Linked DNA regions of Bombyx mori: region 1 is linked to region 2. A link is a contact called in public Hi-C data. All regions are on one chromosome and are shown on one strand. The core of a region is the stretch at or near the end of the contact, and the rest is flanking DNA. Distances in the headings are between cores, read along the strand shown.

Evidence for each region. Hi-C and Micro-C count contacts between places; a contact is called where the count stands out from the background.
Region 1: a Hi-C map of middle silk gland shows a contact between it and region 2, with 2.1 times the contacts expected there. The contact joins the promoter of LOC732951 here to the enhancer-like site in region 2. A contact is called at or near these places in 2 of 7 Hi-C or Micro-C datasets (middle silk gland and midgut).

Annotation. Positions count from the first base shown.
Region 1 is chr3:1,343,307-1,346,868 of ASM3026992v2, reverse strand. It overlaps LOC732951 (3-hydroxyacyl-CoA dehydrogenase), which reads left to right and starts at 1,819. Exons shown (of 5, transcript NM_001046949.1): 1 at 1,819-2,038; 2 at 3,197-3,469. The coding sequence starts at 1,928. LOC101740910 (inositol polyphosphate multikinase) reads left to right here and starts at 1,353. Exons shown (of 6, transcript XM_004923894.5): 1 at 1,353-1,740.
Region 2 is chr3:1,307,982-1,311,553 of ASM3026992v2, reverse strand. It overlaps LOC101740771 (AN1-type zinc finger protein 4), which reads right to left. Exons shown (of 7, transcript XM_004923893.5): 7 at 1-3,222. The coding sequence ends at 3,126. Among protein-coding and RNA genes, the nearest start is that of LOC101740771, 17 kb to the right of the region's middle. Within about 2 kb of position 1,688, at least 5 of the 8 cell types and tissues checked have open chromatin away from gene starts, as enhancers often do.

The DNA of each region.
Region 1 (3,562 bases), core at 570-3,069, 35 kb before region 2:
GAGCCTTGCGGGACTCCGGACGTCAGATGACTGGAGCGAGAGCGAGCTCCCTCTACTCGATATCGAAACGAACGGTCGATGAGCACGAGTCTGTTTGGCAATCCCATGTTGTACAGTTTGTAAATCAAACCGTTGTGCCAGACTTTGTCGAACGCCTTCACGATATCAAAGAAGAGGGCTCCGGTCGGGATTTGTTTACGCCTATTTAGCCCTATTAAGATGTGCTCCGTGAGGCGGTGCACTTGTTGTATGCACGAGTGTTTGGCGCGGAACTGCTCGTCTATTAATATTTTGTTCGCGGTAACTAAGTCCCAGAGGCGTTTCCGAAGGAGTCGTTCGTAAATTTTGCCTATCGCTGGGAGGAGACTAATCGGACGGTACATTACGTAGTGCCTCATATTTATTGCACAGGACAATCGCTTGTATCTCTTTACTTTCATACAGACAGACTTTAGGCTCGTCTTCCTATCTAGTGCTTTTAAAAATATCCAGTGGTAAAATAACTTAAAATAGTACCGTATCAAGTAATGAAGTATGGATGGATATGTGAAATTATCCGGACTTAGTTTTGTTTTTATCTTTTGACGATATAACGTAAAATTTAAGTAAATAGTTTGGTTTGGAATGTTTGAACAAATGGTATAACTGGAGTGATTGAATGATTGAATCTATAAAAGCAAAATGAACGACATCGTCGAATACAAAAATCGATTAGAAAGAGAGAGAAAAACCCAAACTAAATTCATTTGAGAGTTAACTTTACACTGAACGTATAGTCGGATTTTTAATTAGACGAAGCCAGCTGACAGTAGCTAATGTCACTTTGTGAAATAATGTTGCTATATTTAAAGTAATAGTGATGCGTTCAGTTCTCGTTCAATCACATAAATGAACAATGAGTGTGAAGAGTTAATCATTAATTTCAAACTATAAAAGAATATTATTTATATTTTACAATAAAATTGTATTAAAGTGATCCAATATAATAATATGTTACTAGTAGTATGTAACTACAATCCGTTTTTTTTATTTTCATTACCTCTGTACCTATAATTGTTATATTTTATACATCTATAGTTTCAACTATATGATGCATTGGAAATAGGACAGTCTTACAAGCTTCCTCGCAATGTTTTTCTTAATGTTTAAAACACTCGGTATTCAGTACAGGTAGATACCATAGGAACATAATGTTTCGTCGAAAACTCGTTGGTATGTACAAAGCACGGCTAAAATTCGAACCCCGTGCCCGATATCAGCAGTTCGGCACACTAACTATTCACTAGACAATCGAGGCAATTTCATTAATTCAGGAGTTTTTTCAATCGTTCACTTTGTCACAACACTATTTTTATTTCATCAAAAACTGACAACACAGTAAACGTCAGTTTACTTCGTCTAATAAAAAATCCGACTATAGTACATATTGTGAGGAAAAATTTTAAATATAAAAATTGATTTGAAAAGTTCACAATAATGCTTTGAATCCATACTTTAAAAAAAAAAACACTTTTCTAACGTTTTCGAACGTTGTTAAATCATATGTTTGTGACGTTAGTAAATGATTATAAATGACAATTGTTATGACAAAATTTCCATAACTTTGCGGATATTATAGAATATTAATTACAAAAGGAATCAGAGGTGGTTTGCATTTTAAATAAAGATCGTCATTTTACATATTGAAAAAAAAATGAGTTTTACACCGCCAGTATTAAAAAAAGAACGTATCTATGACAGGTAAGTCCATAATACCTAAGAGTTACCAAATGATAACAATATTATCGTATGTTTATCAACATATATGGACTTTGTACTTGCTTTACTGCTGATTTATGTTAATTCAACTTGAGTGGGAAGTTAGTATTTTTGCACCTGTACACGTCATTTACCGGCCGGCTTTAGAAACGATAAGAAGAAATTGAAGATGAATAAAATTTTCGTTTTGACTCGGAAATTTTCGATTTCTACTTCTCAGAATGCGATTAAAACAGTTACAGTGATCGGCGGGGGCCTTATGGGCTCAGGAATCGCTCAGGTAAGTGATGTAGATTTTTTAAAGTTAATTTGGTCTATATGTGGTTTAAATTTTCTTTAATTAATACTCGCTTCAAGATTTCAGAAATTTTACGCAGGTTTAATGTTTGGTGTTTCATCATAATTCAAATTAAATAATGAGGTAACCTAAAAAGCTTATAAAGTATTTCGGAAATTTTATAGTGCATGATTCAAAATGCAAATTAATCTAATTATCAACATAGTAAATCAAACGGAAGATTTTGTAAATAACAGTTCACTCCTCGATAAATTTTCTTCATCATTGTAAAGTTAAAAAGTGACATGTCATTCTCTTGAGAATCTCAAAACAAAAAATAAAGAGAATCTGTATGTTTATGTATTCATTAAAGTTAATATCTTAAAAGTAATAACATAAAATGAAAAAGTGTTAGTACAACACAAAACTGAGGAAATGTTTTTATTGAAATAAGAATCCTCAGTATAAATCTATCCAGCCATGAATCTAACTGAAATTACTACTTTGTTTTCATTCGTCCGGTGTAGCAGTATATTTGCCTATTTTTGTATCTAACTCCTTTACTCCTATCTTAAGAACTGTACAACCAGTTGTAAACTCCCATGACTGCATTTCATTATGTGGCCTAAATTAGCCAACTAGCAACCGCTTAGAAAGTACCAGAGAGAGTGCCTAAAGTAATTGAGACTTCAATGTTGTATCTTTTTTGTCTTGTTTTGTTTTTCTGAACAGCATATCCTGAGAATCTTTGATCAAAACCCACTCAAAATATCTTCTTCATAACAATTTTGTTGAAAGTATCTTTCAAATGATAATAAAGAGTTTTCTTTCTTCTTTTCCACCTGATTATTGAAAAGGTAGCTTTCAATTTAGCTTATTAACTTTCAATTTTAAATCATGTTTTAATTATTAGAACAAATAAATTAATTGATAAAATTTTATATTTATTAATGACAAATGAAATTATTTCAATTTTGATCTGAACTTAACTAGGTAAACAAAAATCTTTCACATGCCAAAATGTGAAAATCAACATAAAAAAATATTTAAAAAAAAACCCTGTTTTAAGCGTAAACACATCTTCAATGAAGTCTCACAATAGTTATATAAAGCTAGTAACTTCATTGTACTGTTTGTTCTCATAACTACTCTTTTCTGAAGGTAACAGCGCAGGCTGGCCAGAATGTGACCATAGTAGATTTAGAGCCGGAAATACTCAATAAAGCCCAGAAAAGTATCCAAGCCAACTTAGGCAGGGTAGCCAAGAAACTGTACAAAGATGATCCAGGTAAAATTGAAGGCTTCGTCAAAGAATCCCTGGACAGGATCAAAATATCCACGAAAGTTGAAGACAGTGTGAATGCGGATTTGATTGTCGAAGCCATTGTTGAAAAGCTGGACATAAAGCAGGATCTATTCAACAAACTTGACAAGGTAAGACATATTGTCTTTATTCTTATAAAATAATAATTAATTGCTTAACTGTAAATATTGGGATGAACATACATACCTACCAGTTGCAGGTAC
Region 2 (3,572 bases), core at 439-2,938:
TGGTTAATATTTCTCTGTTTCTCCACTCCGCTGCCTCGCTCCGCTCCAGTTGACAGGCACCCTTAGACAGTCGTCAGCTTCAGTTTGATAGTCGAGAGAAATTCCGGCATAATTCGAATTTATAGCACAGACTACATAGATAGTTTCGTAGTAGCAATGCCCTCTGCCGGCTTGTAACTATAAAACCCACGAGTGTCTACATTTATTGCGTATTCACACCAATGTTTATACATACGCGAATTTCACCCCTTTTGAGAGAATCGAAGTCGGCAAAATTTCGTATAATTACAATAAAAACGCGGTTGAAATCTTGAATCATCCGTTGCTTTATTTGCTAAGATCAAATACTCATCAATTCCCTTATTTTTTATCCAATTTGTTAAGACAGACAACTCTCATATAAAACTTTTATTGAAACAAAATTTTTCCCTTATTCAAATTTAAGCTCCTCAACAACATTGCCAGCCATTGACAATTTTATATGTTACCAAGGTAATGATTTTGTGTGACTGTTAACTTTAGCAAGCACTCCCAGGATGAGGTTCGGAGCTCACCCACCAGCGACGAATCATTATCATGTTCTTTCATGTTGTATATGAGAAAGGCTGCTTGGATGCTATGAAGAGGCTGCCGGGATCAGAGCTCAAAGTAGATAAATGAATTCTGTATGTACCGCGTGACGAATTTATTTGATCTTATACCTTTAAACGAGCAATTCTTGTACATATATATATATATAATCTGAATCTCGAAAACGGCTCCAACGATTTTCATAAAATTTAGTATACAGGGGATTTCGATAAAACGATCTAGCTACGATTTATTTTCAGAAAATTTTGTTTTATTCGTGTTTTCAATAATCAACTCTTCCCGACATCTATTGGCGAATAATAATACTATTTTTTCTTAATTGAGTGCAACTAATCGCTTTAAAGACAGAACAAGATGGCGTTATAAAAAAAAAACATCTAGCTAACACAAAATCACGACGTTTTCCCTTGGAGGTCCTGGTCGTATTGTCGAATAGCGCCTAATAGCTCTCTATGTCATCCTCAAATGAAAAACTGACTTTAACTGCTCTAATTTGCAAAACAAAATTCCACGTATCATTATAGTTACAAAATAATATTAATGATTGATTTTTCTTTCGAGGTTTACGTAAATATTATTGCATTATTTTTACGTATTAATAATAATCCGTGCAAAGTTAATTTTTTTATTAATTTTTTTTTCCTTTCAAATATTTTTAATTACAAAAAAAAAAGAAACACACACAAATGGCATAATATTATTTAAATAGCATTTTTAATCGTATTTTATTTCATAACATTATCACATTTATATAGAGGCCGGTCGTGTCTCGAGGAGTTAATACGCCCCTCCCCCAACCCTCCCCACCACCTCCCGCGCACGAGCTGCCCCAAGCGCGGCGTCGTGGAGCATACACGCGTTCGTTGCAACACTGCAAAGCCATTGAGACTTCGACCTCATGGTATACAGCGAAATTCCGTTGGTGTACGTGAACATCTCCGGCATCGTGTATACGCACGCAAGAAACGGACGGCTCTAAATCTTTATAAGTCTATTTATCAGGAACTTGTTGGATATCCTTCAGGACTGACCGGGTCGGTGCTAGTGTTCCGGTCCGTAGAGTAGAACCGTCTGACGCAGATGCAGAAACAGGCAGGACGGTGGTGCCCGGCCGTGCGGGCTCGCGATTTAAAACGACGTTAGTATTTCGACTATCATAACACAGTACACAATGTCTCCAATTTGGTCAGACCATACCTGTCTCATTCACACGAGCTCAAAATAATAACAAGCGAATCCGGCACAAAAAAAAAAACATTACAAAATCCAATTCTAGTTCTCAAAAAAAAATTTTTTTTGCATATATAACAATTTTATCACAAAAGAAAAATGTGTTTAAGCAAAACAGAACCACGCAAAAATACTTCGTTCTGTTTTGGATAATCTCATTCCCCGCATACAACGCACAATAACCATTTCATATTTACAATTATAATTATAATAATAATAGTATTAGTATAATCTTCTTATCATCGTGTATGAATTAATCATTTAGAAATTTAACACGAAAAAAAAAAGTTAAAAAAATCATTAACAACACCGAGAAAACCGTGAATTTTTCTATCGAGACGTGCGAATTTTTTTTTTTACATTTTTATTACAAAAATCGATTTTTATCATAAAAAAAACGATTTCTAATAACATTCATCAATAACATACGATTATTTTTTCTTCGTAAAATTGTATATAGAGCGATATAGACGAAACGTGAACCTTGCTTGAGGTGCGAGTGGTCGAACTTGAGGTCGAAATAAATCCAATTGATTGGTGTAACAGGCGGCAGATATCCTTCAAAAATATCAAATACCTCATCTTGTTACACAACAAACAGACAGCACTGTTAATGAAAATTGCATATAGATATTTCAACGGACAAGTTTCGCAATACTCGCCCCGAAACAATATTCATGTGACGTCAGTATCACGTCACATCTACATAACGTTACAAAGGACGGTCTCAACTCCTAGTCTATATAATCTTTTAAGCATTTAGCTAAAACGCTTCATTACAAATGCGTAATAAAAATATCGTGCGTCCTGCTCTCTCTCGCTGAGTGTCAGCGCCACGTGCGAGAGCGGGACGGACGTGGTTTCGAATTTCGAAATTCGAAAGCGGAAGTCTCATTGTGGATTCCTTCACGGCGTAGGTACCAACGAGTAGTTCGTAATTTAAAAAAAAAATATTTCACAGATTATATAATAAATTTAACAAAGGTGTCCCAAAAAGAGGAGGCTATATTTTTTTTAATGGTGTAAAAAAGGATTACACTTTTATTTTAAACTGAAAATTCTTTGAACAATGAAAAATCTAAGTGTTATTGAAATTTGAATCTTAATTCATTTAGATTTACAGTATATTGTTGTGTAAAAACGAAATTACAATATAGATAACAATTATCTATTGTTCCGTTGTCAGCTTCGGCTATCGTCTCGCGTCACTCTCCGGCGACACGGCCGCAGCGAACCTAAACTTTCGAACTATCAATATGCGTAAGACTAAAAATTGGACCGTCGGTATGTAGAGCTGGACTGTACTATATCTTGGGCAGCTTGGGCGCGAGCAGCGCGGTGCCGAGGCCGGGGTGGGGCCGCGCCTTGTAGTCGTAAGCGCAGCCGTGGACCTCTGCGTATCTGGGGGATGAAACGGCCAGCCGTTACGTGACGCCGCTGTTCGCTATTCATTACGCCGAGTAAAGTTCTCTGCATAGCCCGCAATGGACACGCAACACGAGCGGGGAGCTACTGCCGGCTGCCTTCGTTACCGGAGTCCATAGACGATGTGAACGTCGCCACTCACCTTGAGACATGAGGTCGACTGTCCCGCCCATCAAACAGAAATGCATTATCGCTTCGCAGCAGAAATAGGCCGGGTGTTACCTACTCGTGCGGACTCACAACACGCCCTACCCACTAGTGAACCCACGCAAATTAAAATTTTCGTGGGTTTGATTTTTATGACCCGATCTTCTTCATCGCGGAAG